Linked DNA regions of Sus scrofa: region 1 is linked to region 2. A link is a contact called in public Hi-C data. All regions are on one chromosome and are shown on one strand. The core of a region is the stretch at or near the end of the contact, and the rest is flanking DNA. Distances in the headings are between cores, read along the strand shown. Region 1 overlaps FOXP1 (forkhead box protein P1). Region 2 overlaps FOXP1 (forkhead box protein P1).

Region 1 (6,153 bases), core at 3,009-5,508, 260 kb after region 2:
CAATTAAATAACATAATTACCATCAACAATTTTCTCCATTTCGGCAGAAAATATGCCATACCTCAACATAATCTGTCCTCAGAACTGATGAATTTGAGCAAGAGGAAAAATATGCAGGCGCTAGGAATTCACTACTGCATTTTCTCCGCCTATGAAATCAACCCACACTCACCTCTAACCTCTTACTGTATGTTCCAGCTACGTGTTGGTCTTAGTAACTTAATTATTTTTTAATAACTTTTGCAGTATTAAATGATTTCGATTGAAACATAAATAAGATTATGTTCGTCTGCTTCCTTTTAATGCCACACAGTACTTTGGGGGCAAACCCAGCACTGCTTTTCTCTAGGCTGTGTCTCCATTATTACTTGGACTAAAAAAGGGTAGGTTACAGATCCTTCACAGCATCAGAGGATGTACCACGATTATGACGGACAAGGGAAATAAGGTAGGTGGCTTTCTATTTCCAAAGGAGGTTTTATTTCATCAACACTACACTATTTCCTGGCTGTATCATTCTGCCCCCAAACCAAACGAATATTACCGGTGATTGTTTAAAAAAATGTTTTTGCAAACAAACGAAAAAGCCAATCTTAAACATATTTTATTACAGTAGAACATGAAGAACAAAGAAAATTTAAAAATTCCCAAAGCCCCCCAAAATAAATCCCACATTCTTTTAAGGGAGGTCCCAAAGAATCTAAAGATGTCCATTCTGTTCCCTGTTTTGTCTTGAAATGACCTTCCAGATAAGGTGTTGGATAACCCACTTCCATAGATGATAGCCATCTAACCTTGATGCAAATAAACCATAGAACAAAATTTAATCGGTCTATCACTGTGAAAAAAGCCTTTGTCCATCCCAATGGAGCTTCTAATGACTGTTTTGGCAGTTGTGGCGGGTAGTTATGCTTCCCAGCTCATCTATATCTCATACTGGTTGAGCAAGCTAATGGAAATGCTGTTAGTGGAATCCAATATTAATGCTCTGTATCGTGCAAACCTGGATGCAACTGAATATATTATACAATTATAGGTAGTATCTAATTCCATAGGTATTAGATACTGTCCTCGAAATTAATATTTTAATGAGGAAAGTGAAATAAAGACGACAGGCCAGGTAAGGGATCCATGCATTGTGGCCCAGCTAAGCTCCTGGCTGCCAGAGTGCTGGCTCCTGGCGCAACCAGCACAGACAGAGGGATTGTGACAAAAATCCGTATGCAAGCTTTAGATGCTGAGTGACACATACTGATGCACAGAGTCAAAGATGTCATCCTCACACAAGCACCATTCGCTGTAAGCTTGAGAGAGAATGAAGGGGGGCAGGGGAGGTGGGGGTGGGGAGGAGTTGCAGTGAGACCTCCAGAAAATAAACAGGGTGTACAGTTTCAAAGGCTGCAGACATAGACATTTCATTGTTCAAGCCAATTATCAGTGGAAAATAATAACAACAGATGGATTCAGAGTCACTGACTTTTCATATGCACTTCATCTCGGCGGAACAGATGATGAAACGCGAGAGCTATCTCAAAAAGGCAAAACATCTTTCAGTAAAAGAACTCTACAGTCCAGATGGGGACCTTCTAAGGCTGCTGATTATCTTCTTATAATGTTGTAAGATAGACTTACTAAAACATTTCAAGAACTGATCAGATACGATGCGTACAATGGCTTCATTATTGGATGGAGTTGCCTCAGACTTGTGACTAAACCAGCCAGAGAGTTCAATAAGGTTAGGACTCTAAGTTTCCTGTTTTCTCATCATGGACTGCAGGTTCCAACTAAAACTGGAAATCTGTGCACAACAGGAGAATAAACCATCACCCAAGGAGCTTACATTTGTGCTCTTCTTTCATGTGAGCAGAGGAGGAAAAAAAAAAAAGATAAACTGGGACTGTGAAAAGGACATTAAATTATTCTGAAGCATTCCATCAAGATGGGGGGGGAGGACTCCAAAGCAACTCCTTACTAAAAGTGTGCAGTGATAAAACAGCATCCCTTATCTGCAATTAGAAAATCTTCAATATCCCTTGCCATTGGTGACTGTACAGGAAAAAATATATAGAAATTTCAGTGCTGGTGGGATAAACAGTTCTAATAAATACCAACCAAAAATACAGGCAGAACCCACCCACCAACCCCAAAACATTGCCACTTAACTTAAATATCGCCAAGTCAGACTTGCAGATAAAACACGATAGGTAAACCACAACCTGCCAGGCTGCTATAATAGAAAAAGTTAAACTCTCTCATCAGTAAGCCTCATTACTACTGGAATAATAATGTATCTGTTCTGTCTCCATCCATCTATCCATCCACCATCCCCTTCCACTTTGAGAATTTTGCAAAACTCTTCTCTGAATCGAAATAAAATATGAGTGAAATCACTCTAAGAAAAAAAGAAAAACTGATCTTCCTGCTATTTACTAACATGCTTAACATTTTAAAAATATTTTTATGAACACACTGTTGACTTCACAAGTTTATAATACAAATTTTAAAAAAAAAGAAAAGAAAAAAAATTTTTTAGAGCTAGGCTTTTCTTTCAAAGTACTCTGACAAAAGTAAATTCGTAGCAGAACATACAAGCACGAAGAAAATATCGCCAAGGGCCAAATTCTGCAACTGCTTTAAGAAGCAAACAAGAACACAAAAGATGTGTAATGCAACCATCTGGCTCTCCTCATACTTTATCAATGCCTCAACTTTATCCCCCACCCCCTGAGCCAGCCCACACCAATGCCACAAAACCAAATGGCTTCACTTATGTTTCCTGCACGGCAAATTGACACAACGCCCTTAGAATGTAAAAGTCGATTTTTACACATAAACTAGGATCTTAATATTTTTCCCCACTTGAATGATTTTGTTGCCATTGTTACTTTTTCAGAGGGGGGCTTCTTTGATAAACCACTCAGAACTTCATGGTGAAAAAGATGTTTCCCCACAGATCTATGTGTGTAGGCTCAAAAGAATCCCCCTTTTGAAAGCTTCCTCTCTGCTATTCTGTTTCCTGTGATCATCAGACACTAGAGGTGGACATCAAAAAAGAATCTTCAAATTATTCCAATTAAACCTTTATTTCCGTTTTTGCTCTAACGTGTAGACTGTATCCCTCATTCGTTATTTGAAATAACCTCACTCATTTTTCGTCACTGTCCTTAAACATTAGCAGGCTGCCCAGAAGTTTTCCTTATTCTGCTCATTCTACATTTACTGAGCCACGACTGTGGTATCGGGAATGTGCACGATTATGAGTGATCAAAATCATCATATTCCCACAGGACAGCAGAGACTGCCTGCTCCATTAAGCCAGGGACTCCACATTTTATAAATCGTTCCCAGCAGGTAGGCTGAAGCTTTGTATTTATGTATAAACATATTTGGGCCAGCGGGTACAAGAGATGTCTGAAAAAGTTGTGGTGCATCCGGAGTCAGCCAATTGCTTTCGAAGGTGGGAATTAAGACCTCACCTGGATGAGTTCCCATTGTGGTGCAGCAGAAACAAATCTGACTAGGAATCATGAAGCTGCGGGTTCAATCCCTGGCCTCGCTCAGTGGGTTAAGGATCCAGCATTGCCATGAGTTGTGGTGTGGGTTGCAGATGCAGCTCAGATCCCATGTTGCTGTGGTCTTGCTGTAGGACGGTAGCTACAGTTCTGATTGGACCCCTAGCCTGGGAACCTCCATATGCCCTCAAAAGCAAAGCAAAAAACAAAAAACAAAACAAACAAAAAAAACACTTTGCGTTTTAGGTTAAATCAACATAGCTCATCATAAATGGGTCTCAGAAAGAGACAATGGTGAAAAATAACTGTCACTGGGAAAAGAGAAAACCCACAGGCCAACTCCTCTCTCTGCTTTTTTGCAGGGGCAGGTTAGAAGCAGGGATCCCGAGTCAGGCAAGAGCTTGGTTGGAATCAAGACTCACATGGTGGGGACCATGTCTGGTTTATGTCTCTTTTCTTGCTGACAGTGGTTTCCCCTGCATCCCTCTCCATGTTCTAATCTAAGAAGGCCTCGGCTGTTTTCCCCAGGGGCTGATTTCTGGTCCTCTTGTGGGTGTTTCTGCCTGGGACCACAGAGGCTCCTGGTCTGGAGGGTGGCTGGTAACCTTAGGACACACACAGTGAATCCAGCCACCGGGTGAGGGATTCCGCTAATTGTTTAAACCTGCAGTCGTGTCTGGCCACCAGTTGGCAGACACAACTTGTGGCTGACGACCAGGCCTAGGTTAGCACAGCTGGAGCCAGATGACAAGCTCTCGGAGATATTCTTCCCGTGGCCACATCTGGCTCCTGGCGGTTCCAAGCTGTGGCGAAACATTTTGTTTGGTTTTTCTGGGAACGTTTAGGCAATAGACAAAACTAGTCAGAATCATCTCGACTCTGTGCATTTCAGTTGGGGACAAAATATCAAAATATCAACTCCATGAAGGCAAGCACTTCATCTGTCTTGCATACATGCTGGCTCTTAGCACCGAAGAGTAGCTATTTATGGTCATTGTTCTCTAAATACATATGGAATGAACACCATGGACCAGTGTGGGAACTAAATAAAATCAAATCTGTATCTCACTGCAGCTCCTATATTCTTATCATTCTATGTGCAATGGCGAACACTCTGGGTGCACATAGAAAAGACCCGCAAAGGAGCTCCAGAATTCAACTTTCCTGTGGGCATGTTGACCCAGAAACAAAGACACTCAAGAATGAACTCAGGAGTTCCCGTTGCCACTTAGTGGTAACGAACCCGACTAGCATCCATGAGGACGCAGGTTCAATCCCTGGCCTCTCCCCGTGGTTTAAGGATCTGGCACTGCCATGAGTGGTGGTGTCGGTCCCAGATGCGGCTCAGATCTGGTGTTGCAGTGGCTGTGGCGTAGGCCAGCAGCTACAGCTCTGATTTGATCCCTAGCCTGGGAATTTCCATGTGCCGCAAAACGCAAAAAACAAAAACAGAACAAACAAAAAAGAACGAACCCACTCACGTGGTCACTCTAGCTGGGAGGATCTCCCAGGGATCTCTCCCTGAAAAGCACCTTCTTCCAGTATTACCCACATTCTCACTTTATTAGTCCTTAAACTGCAAAACTTGGCAGTCATGTGCCCACCGTGTTGCAAGTGACCCGAGAGTAGCCACTTACCTTTCGGCCACCAGAGTAATGTCAAATGATGAGGCAACTTTTCCTGGCTCCTTTTCAGCCCATTTCCTTTCCCATGCCTTTCTTCCTGAATTCTCGGACACTTGCAGATCCCAGCTTCCATCTCTAGGCTTTCCCAAAGCTCCCCATCTCTCTAGCTCCCATTAGAAATACACTGAGAAATACTGGTGTGATCAGAACTCTATGGGGCTCATCCTCTTGGCTCCTTAGCTGGAAAGGTCTCTGATACATACAGGATGCTCCGTTTACACTGAGGCTGGGGACCCTGTAATACTGATAACAATAAAGTGCCACCCAATGCCCCCAGAACATGACAAAGGAGGAGGGACATTTGGTAGAAGCCCAGCACGGCTGTTTGCCTGTGACACTGCTTCCCCAATACAGAGAGTTAACGTTCCTAAAACAAGAATGGCTGAAACGGGCAGATGACTTTGACAAGCTCAGCATATGGTCTTCAACGAGGCAAAGCTACTCAAAAGTGCACTAGATGAAGCTGTTGCCTGAACTCGCTCCCTTTTCTGTCATGTAAAGCAGCAGGGGTGGGGGTGGGGGTGATTCTTGTCAGCTCACTGGAAGTGTCTGAAAGGAGCACTGCATCCACTCTGGGGAGCTGAGGCTTCCCGTTCCCAGTGGAAGGAACTGCTTACCTCGTAAAAAGGTGTGCCAGGAAGACCCCAAAACCTCCCCCCAAATACCTCCCCTCCTTTGTTCCTGGGTTTGGAATGACTTTACAAGTGGGAGAATGCCTTTCCACCATCCTACAATCACAATGAAAGGTGAAGAGAATCCAGGGAGAAGCAGTACAACAGGATTCAAATGGTACCCAGTCCTAAGCTCAGAAGCAGCAGTCATGTGAAAACAACCAAAAGAAAACAGAAAAAAAAAAAAAAAAGTAATTAGGGAAAAACAGTGATGGCAGGGGGTGGGAGTGGGAAGGTCCAGGGTGTAGGTGATAAATATCGGTATTTCTTCAAACTTCCTTGGAC
Region 2 (6,185 bases), core at 647-3,146:
AGGGAGTGTGGGTGTGTGTGGGGGGGACTTTCTGCTGCCTGCTCCCATGGAAAAATAATTCGTCAATCAAGTCAGCTTGCCCTCCAGTGTGAAGGGCCTGAGTTTCTATAGTCAAGATATGAACTTCTAGACTTGGACATTTTTAATTATTCACCCACGGAGGCAGGCTGTACCACTCCAGGTCTGGAGGGATTTGAACCCTGAACCTTGGAGGTGTCAAAGAACAAGTTGCCTCCGTCCTGCCTGCCCATGGAAAAGCTTTTAACTACTCTGTTTATCACTTCTGACATAAATAAATGAGAAAAAATCAGACCTTTGAAGAAGAAAAACTTCATCTAATATTGTTAATTAGCCATGACAAACGATGAAATAACATTGTAAATCTTTCATAGAAACAGCCACTAGATTTTAATTACACACATTCATAATTTAGCAAACAACATCGCACTCGACTGTGAGTGTTTAATATGAAGGACACTTTTAGCTGGAGATGCCTTTGCTTGGCTTGAGTTTCAGAAACCCTGAGGTCTGCTTGCTGGTCCTGCTTCCCCACCCCCTTTGTTCTTGAAAAGAGGGGCTTTAGGAGAAGATAAAATATCCTTCTGTTGATTGGACAATGACAGGGGAAAACTTTTGTTGTGTAAAACATCAATACATCATTCCTGTGTTTAGCAGGCCTTGCTCCAGCCAAAAAAATTAATGTAGATTTCCTCAGTAATTATCTGAGTGATAGAAAGATAATACAGTGCAGTATTACAATAAATAGAAGGAAATTATCTAATATCCTTAATCTGCTAGGAATCAAATCGAGGTGGAGGTCTTAGCCACATTATGGCTAACAATTATGAAAGGAAAATTAACCCTTCTTGGGAAGGGAGTTCTGGAGCCAGAAAAACAGAGAGAGAGAGAGAGAGACAGACAGAAAAGGTTCTTGACGAACAAGATCTGCTTTCCTAATTCTGAGTATTATTCAAAATATCAGAGACGTTCACAACCAAAAGGACCGCACAACTCTCAGAGCTTCTCATAACTACACTTTACAAACAACTGCATTCACTTAACCTAACACATGACCTTGATCTGATACATCCATAAAATGGTATATGTATCAAGACCTTCTGATGCACAGTTCAAAGGAGGAGAAAAATGGTGGTTTCCTTTTGGTCTCCATGTAGTTTATTTTATAGTAAAAACCATCATTCTCATATTAGCAACCAATTTCAGACTTACTACCATGCCACTGAGAAAGTTAATTGAGTTTCACTCCAAAAAACAAATTCTATACCACTAACAACAAAAATTTAAATAAATTTAAATGAAAAGCCAGTGTTTTCATTTTAAGAACAGCATGCATAAAATGATCCAATTGTTTTCACCCCTTCCCAAGTTATCACATTAATGTAAAACCCAATGATAGTTATATTCATGTCAAAATGATTTTTTCACTTCTTCAACCGATATTAATTCACGACATTTTATGAAGAAAAGGGTTGGGGGGAAGGAAGCAAAGAAAAAATAACATTGATACAATAAAAAGATCAGGGAATTAGCTCTTCTTGAAGTAGAAAATCATGGGGCGGGGGTGGGTGCTGGAGTTTGGGGAGGGTGTTTCCTGTCTTACTGTAAATGAAATGTTTAGAAATGTTGTATTTATATAAAATGACTTATGGCTGTTCTGTTGTCTCTGTGGCCATCCCTAGGAAAAGCTCCTGAGAGCTGTCCACGTTTGAAAAGCCAGGATATAAAAGTATACAAGGCCCATTGTCCAAAGAAAGAATTTAAAAGCAACGCTGGTTGCCAAACTGTGCTCCCCACCCAGTTACCAAACACAGGATACGAGCCCGTTTGTTTACTTCTCACAATTGAATGCGTACAAAAAAGGTCTCCGTGCAGTCCCCTGAACAGGTCAGTTGTCAGTGTTAAAATGCTAAAATGCCCTGATAAACCTTGCATTTCGGATCCCCTCCCTAGGGCTGCAGTCAAAGGTCTGTTTTCCTTTCTTTGGCTCCTCCCTACTGCCTAACATAAACTGTCATAACTGCCCAGGACAAACGGCCCCTTTTAAAACAATCAACCGAGGCTACCTCACCGGCACAGGATGGGATTTTTCGTGCAGCCTGACTTAAAATCAAGCCTGCCTTCTATATTTTCCACACCCGTCCTGTCAAATATTAATGAGCCGTCACTTAAACACTTGCTCTCGGGGGTGACAGAGCAGCCATCACCCAAGGAAGGTCTTGGGTTGAAACACCAACGTAGGGATACTAACTTTCTCAAGGAAACATCTCAAGGCAACTTCAAGGAAAAAGAGAGACTCAAGTACATTGTTCTGGACCAGGATCAAGCGTCTTACGGCAGAGGTGATCAAAAAAGGGAAAAAGGGTGGAAGCGGAGAGGGGCTGACAGTTTAAAATTATGAGCCACTAATGACTGGGGATTCAGTAAATTAACATACCTGTTCCATCTGTCAACATCCAGGTTCAAACCTTGTTAAAACCATAACCACTGGTCCACAGCATGTAAGTGCTACCATGTGAATCTATTTCACTGAAGCACAAAAGGCCCCCACCTGCATGGTAATGCCAGGCGCCTTCCTCCCCACCTTGGGAAAATAAGGCTCTCCTCTAACCATTGTTCAAGAGATCTCGGCCACATCCAGGGGCACCTCAAACACAGCAGTGGGGTCCAAGGAGACCACCCCTCAGGATGTGAAGGCAACATCACCTTTGCCTTCAAAACACTTGGCAAAGCCTGATCATCACAAACCCAGGGTCCCAGAGACACTAAAGGCTAAATGCTATTACAACATAACCACCTTCCCCTAGTTCAGACAAAGAGTATTTCCCTTTTCTCCTCCAGGCTCCCTTCCCAAATTCTGGCACCGCCATCATCCTTGAGCCTGAGACGCCCCCTTTCTGACAGCAGCAATTTGGGAGAGTTAACTTTTATCCTTCCTTCTGCTGGGTAACTTTCGCCTTCACATTTCTTTATCTGCCCTCTGAGCTCATCTGAACTTTCATGTTCTCCCAGCATGCAGACGTGCATTCCAAACTATGTCTAACAGACCAAATAAGAGGTTAATAAGAAGTGGCAACAGAAAGGAAAAACACAATCCCTGGTAACTGATAAGAATGACAGTGCGGCCCTTTTTTGTTTGTCTTCAAATATAGAGTTAAAGATCTTTAAAAAACTAAATTTTGATGCCTTTGAAAAGAAAGAAGCACAAAATAACAACAGGGGGTTATTGCCTGCGAGCCACAGGGGAGAAACTCCATAATTCTTATTCTCCCTTTTGAAGGCTGTTAGAAATCTGATTCAAAAAAGCAACAGCAGAAGGGGAAACCTCTTGAGGCTGTAACCATTTCCTGTGATCATGCATAATGTGCTTCAAAAGTGGGTTTTTACCAATTCTGTTGATCAATTGCACCTCCTTCATATCCCTTCTTTTTTCTGCTGTGTTTACATCTGATGTGACTCAGTGACAAGCACTGTCTGAGACTGTGAAACAGGCCTGTCATGTTGATTTATGGGCGCATCAAACCACAACTTGTCCAAACTGAAGCTCGCAGTTCATTAATTAGAGAGTTGTGACTTTGAAGTCAGCTTTCAGACTGTGGTTTTTAACATTTGGCTTAATTTATATGCTCTTGAATGTGGATCTCTAAGGAAAAAACTGAAATTCCCTTCTTGTCTTTGAACTTCTTTTGACCGCACAATAATCATTTCTTTGTCCAGAGTGATGCCTGCAATCCCAGAGTCATTAACGCGCATTGAACTGCCACTGATGAGTAAGCCCTACTGAATTAGAAAAACAGCCAGCAAAACAAAGCTGAGAGCCTTCTGCACAGTGATATCTCACAATTACATGCCTTCCCTCCCTGTGCCATTTCCATTTTAATTACTGTTAGTCCTTTAGATTTACATTTTAGACACTTTTTAATCTGTTCCCTTTTTTATTATAGCAGCACCCGGTAGCCCGCCACCGTACTTAAGGTTGTGTCAGCATTTTCAAGACAACACCTCCTCCCCTTCACCCCAAAAATGCCCCTACTTGGCAGGGGTTTCTCTCCAGGCAGCTCGACAGGACTCTAGGGTAAAACTTGGGAAATGTACCCAATTTGTGCAGAGGGAGGAGCCCGCAAAGTGGGCACGTCTGGGACATTCCCAGTGTGTGAAAGGAGGGCTTCCCGGCATCCTCGCTCCTGCGAGGGGCAGGGGTTGACAGTCAGTCACCTGGTTAGACTTCCCCTAAGCTATAGCAAGTGGCTGCCTGCTTTGGGCCAGCAAGAAACTGTTAAGCGGGCTTGGGCGCTGTTTATCAAACTATAAATTGTCATTCCAGGGAGAACACTCAAATGGAAAGAATTTCTAGTCCCTCGTGGAAACCCAAGGAGATAAGTTACATCGGATAACTGTGGAATGGGTAGGAAGATGTCACGATAACACGTGCAGGCAGAGAGACACTCAGACTGAGTTGCAGCCACAAGGAAGAGCATAGAAGCTGAGGCAGGAACCCTCCCTGGGGAGACTTCCCATTCATGGAGCAAACACTGTCACCCTAACTGGGTGGGGGGCATCTGCCGTCACTATGTGCACCTGCAAGACATAGGGTACATAGGCGCTCTTGCCAGGCACTGCTTCTTCTCGGGAAAACACAAATAATCCAAGCCTGCTTTGAGCCACTGTGATCTGTGCAGCTTGTGGGAAGAAGTTAAAGAGAGCCAGGAGCACTCTGAATCTTGCTCTAACTTTTTGGATCAGGGATTATTCTTTCAAAGGAAAAGGCCACGACCACACCCCAAGCTCTCCGAGCTGGGGAGGTGGGGGCGGAAATCAAGGGTGGTGGGTGCCCACGTGAAATTGTACTGAGAGCCCCTCACCTCCCCCAGGTGGACCCTGGCCCTCCGTGGTACCAGTGCGCAAAAGTGGCCCTTGAAGGTTCTGCCCAGGATTCCGGTGCTCACACGAGGTACACCTGCGGTGGTGCTATAAAATATGTGGCAGTCGGCAAATGGAACCCCAGAAAAATCTGAAAGCAAACAGGACAATAACTCTCGGGCTGATAGCTGAGAACCGATAGAGTCAGCTCAGTTGTGCAATCATTTAAAAGATGAATGACAGTTTAATAGCCACTAGATAGTCCTCTGGGATCTGCGGTTTGAAAGTAAAATATGTATTGTCGGTACCTCTTTAGGCTGTTTTCCAGCATGTTGTTGTTGTAAAAGTTGAAGCTGCAACTGTTCCTGTTGTTTTTTATAAAACTCTTGAAGCTGCTGCTACAAAGGAAAGAGAGGACCGTAAGTAACAGAGGGTAGCGCCAAGCCACTGTCCCTTTCGGTGCCATACACAAACTAGGATTTGAAAAATAGCATCCTTTTATCTGTAATGGCCTGACCTTTCGTTTGAATCTCGACAATAAATTTCAGCGCACACGGACTATTCTTGGCATTATTGTTTGAAAAGTAATCTCCAAAATGAACTGATGAAAAACATACCATTTTCTACATAAACTAATTAAAAGAAGGCAAGGGATGACCTTTGATTGTACAACAAAGCCAAAGCGGCCTTGCTGAGGGAGTCTGGTGAATCTCGACTGCAAATTGTATGCGTGCTTCTTCAGTCAGAGGGCTGGGTGGTGCTGGAGGGCGTTTGGTGTGGATGTCAACTGCGTGGCTAAGCTCCCTCTGCTTCCTGTCCCCACCACCTCCCATCCCTGTGGTCCTGAACCTCTTCTACTTGCTTCAGGGGTCCCTGAAATCAGACTCTGAGGTCCTGATGGCAGCTGGAGGTTCTTTTCGGCATCGGCACAGGTGATCACCTGTGCCGAGGTAAAATCGACTCTGCCCTTTAGAGTTCATCGACTCCCCAGTGTTTCTCAAAGTTTAAAAGAAAAACTCCTCTGTCAGCTTCCAGGAAGAATGGGGACTTCAAGAGCTGTCCCATTTAACCTGCTCCCAACGTGCTCCCTGTTTTGCTTTGACTCGCACCATTTAGAAGCCTCTGGGCTTACCAAATAAAAGAGTGCAAAGCCCCCTAAGCCCGAAAGATTTTATTTCTACCAAGTCCAATTACAGCCCTAATCTCAGACCACTGGGTACTCTTGAGGCCAAACCCTCACTGCTCTTTCAGTGATGCAGATGCAACTGATGGTCCAGGGAACCAGGTGTGTGCGGCCCCACCCACCA

The links. Hi-C and Micro-C count contacts between places; a contact is called where the count stands out from the background.
Region 1: a Hi-C map of liver shows a contact between it and region 2, with 1.5 times the contacts expected there. The contact joins two enhancer-like sites. A contact is called at or near these places in 7 of 47 Hi-C or Micro-C datasets (adipocytes, alveolar macrophages, embryonic fibroblasts and 2 more) and 1 of 2 datasets of contacts at active chromatin or transcription factors (skeletal muscle).

What each region holds. Positions count from the first base shown.
Region 1 is chr13:52,700,188-52,706,340 of Sscrofa11.1, forward strand. The region is part of intron 4 of FOXP1 (forkhead box protein P1); the gene reads right to left. Among named protein-coding and RNA genes, the nearest start is that of FOXP1, 270 kb to the right of the region's middle. Within about 2 kb of position 4,259, at least 5 of the 83 cell types and tissues checked have an H3K27ac peak or open chromatin away from gene starts, as enhancers often do. A contact at or near this core is called in liver, where this site is marked.
Region 2 is chr13:52,439,620-52,445,804 of Sscrofa11.1, forward strand. It overlaps FOXP1 (forkhead box protein P1), which reads right to left. Exons shown (of 21, transcript XM_021070841.1): 9 at 5,187-5,276. Among named protein-coding and RNA genes, the nearest start is that of FOXP1, 530 kb to the right of the region's middle. Within about 2 kb of position 1,897, at least 24 of the 83 cell types and tissues checked have an H3K27ac peak or open chromatin away from gene starts, as enhancers often do. A contact at or near this core is called in liver, where this site is marked.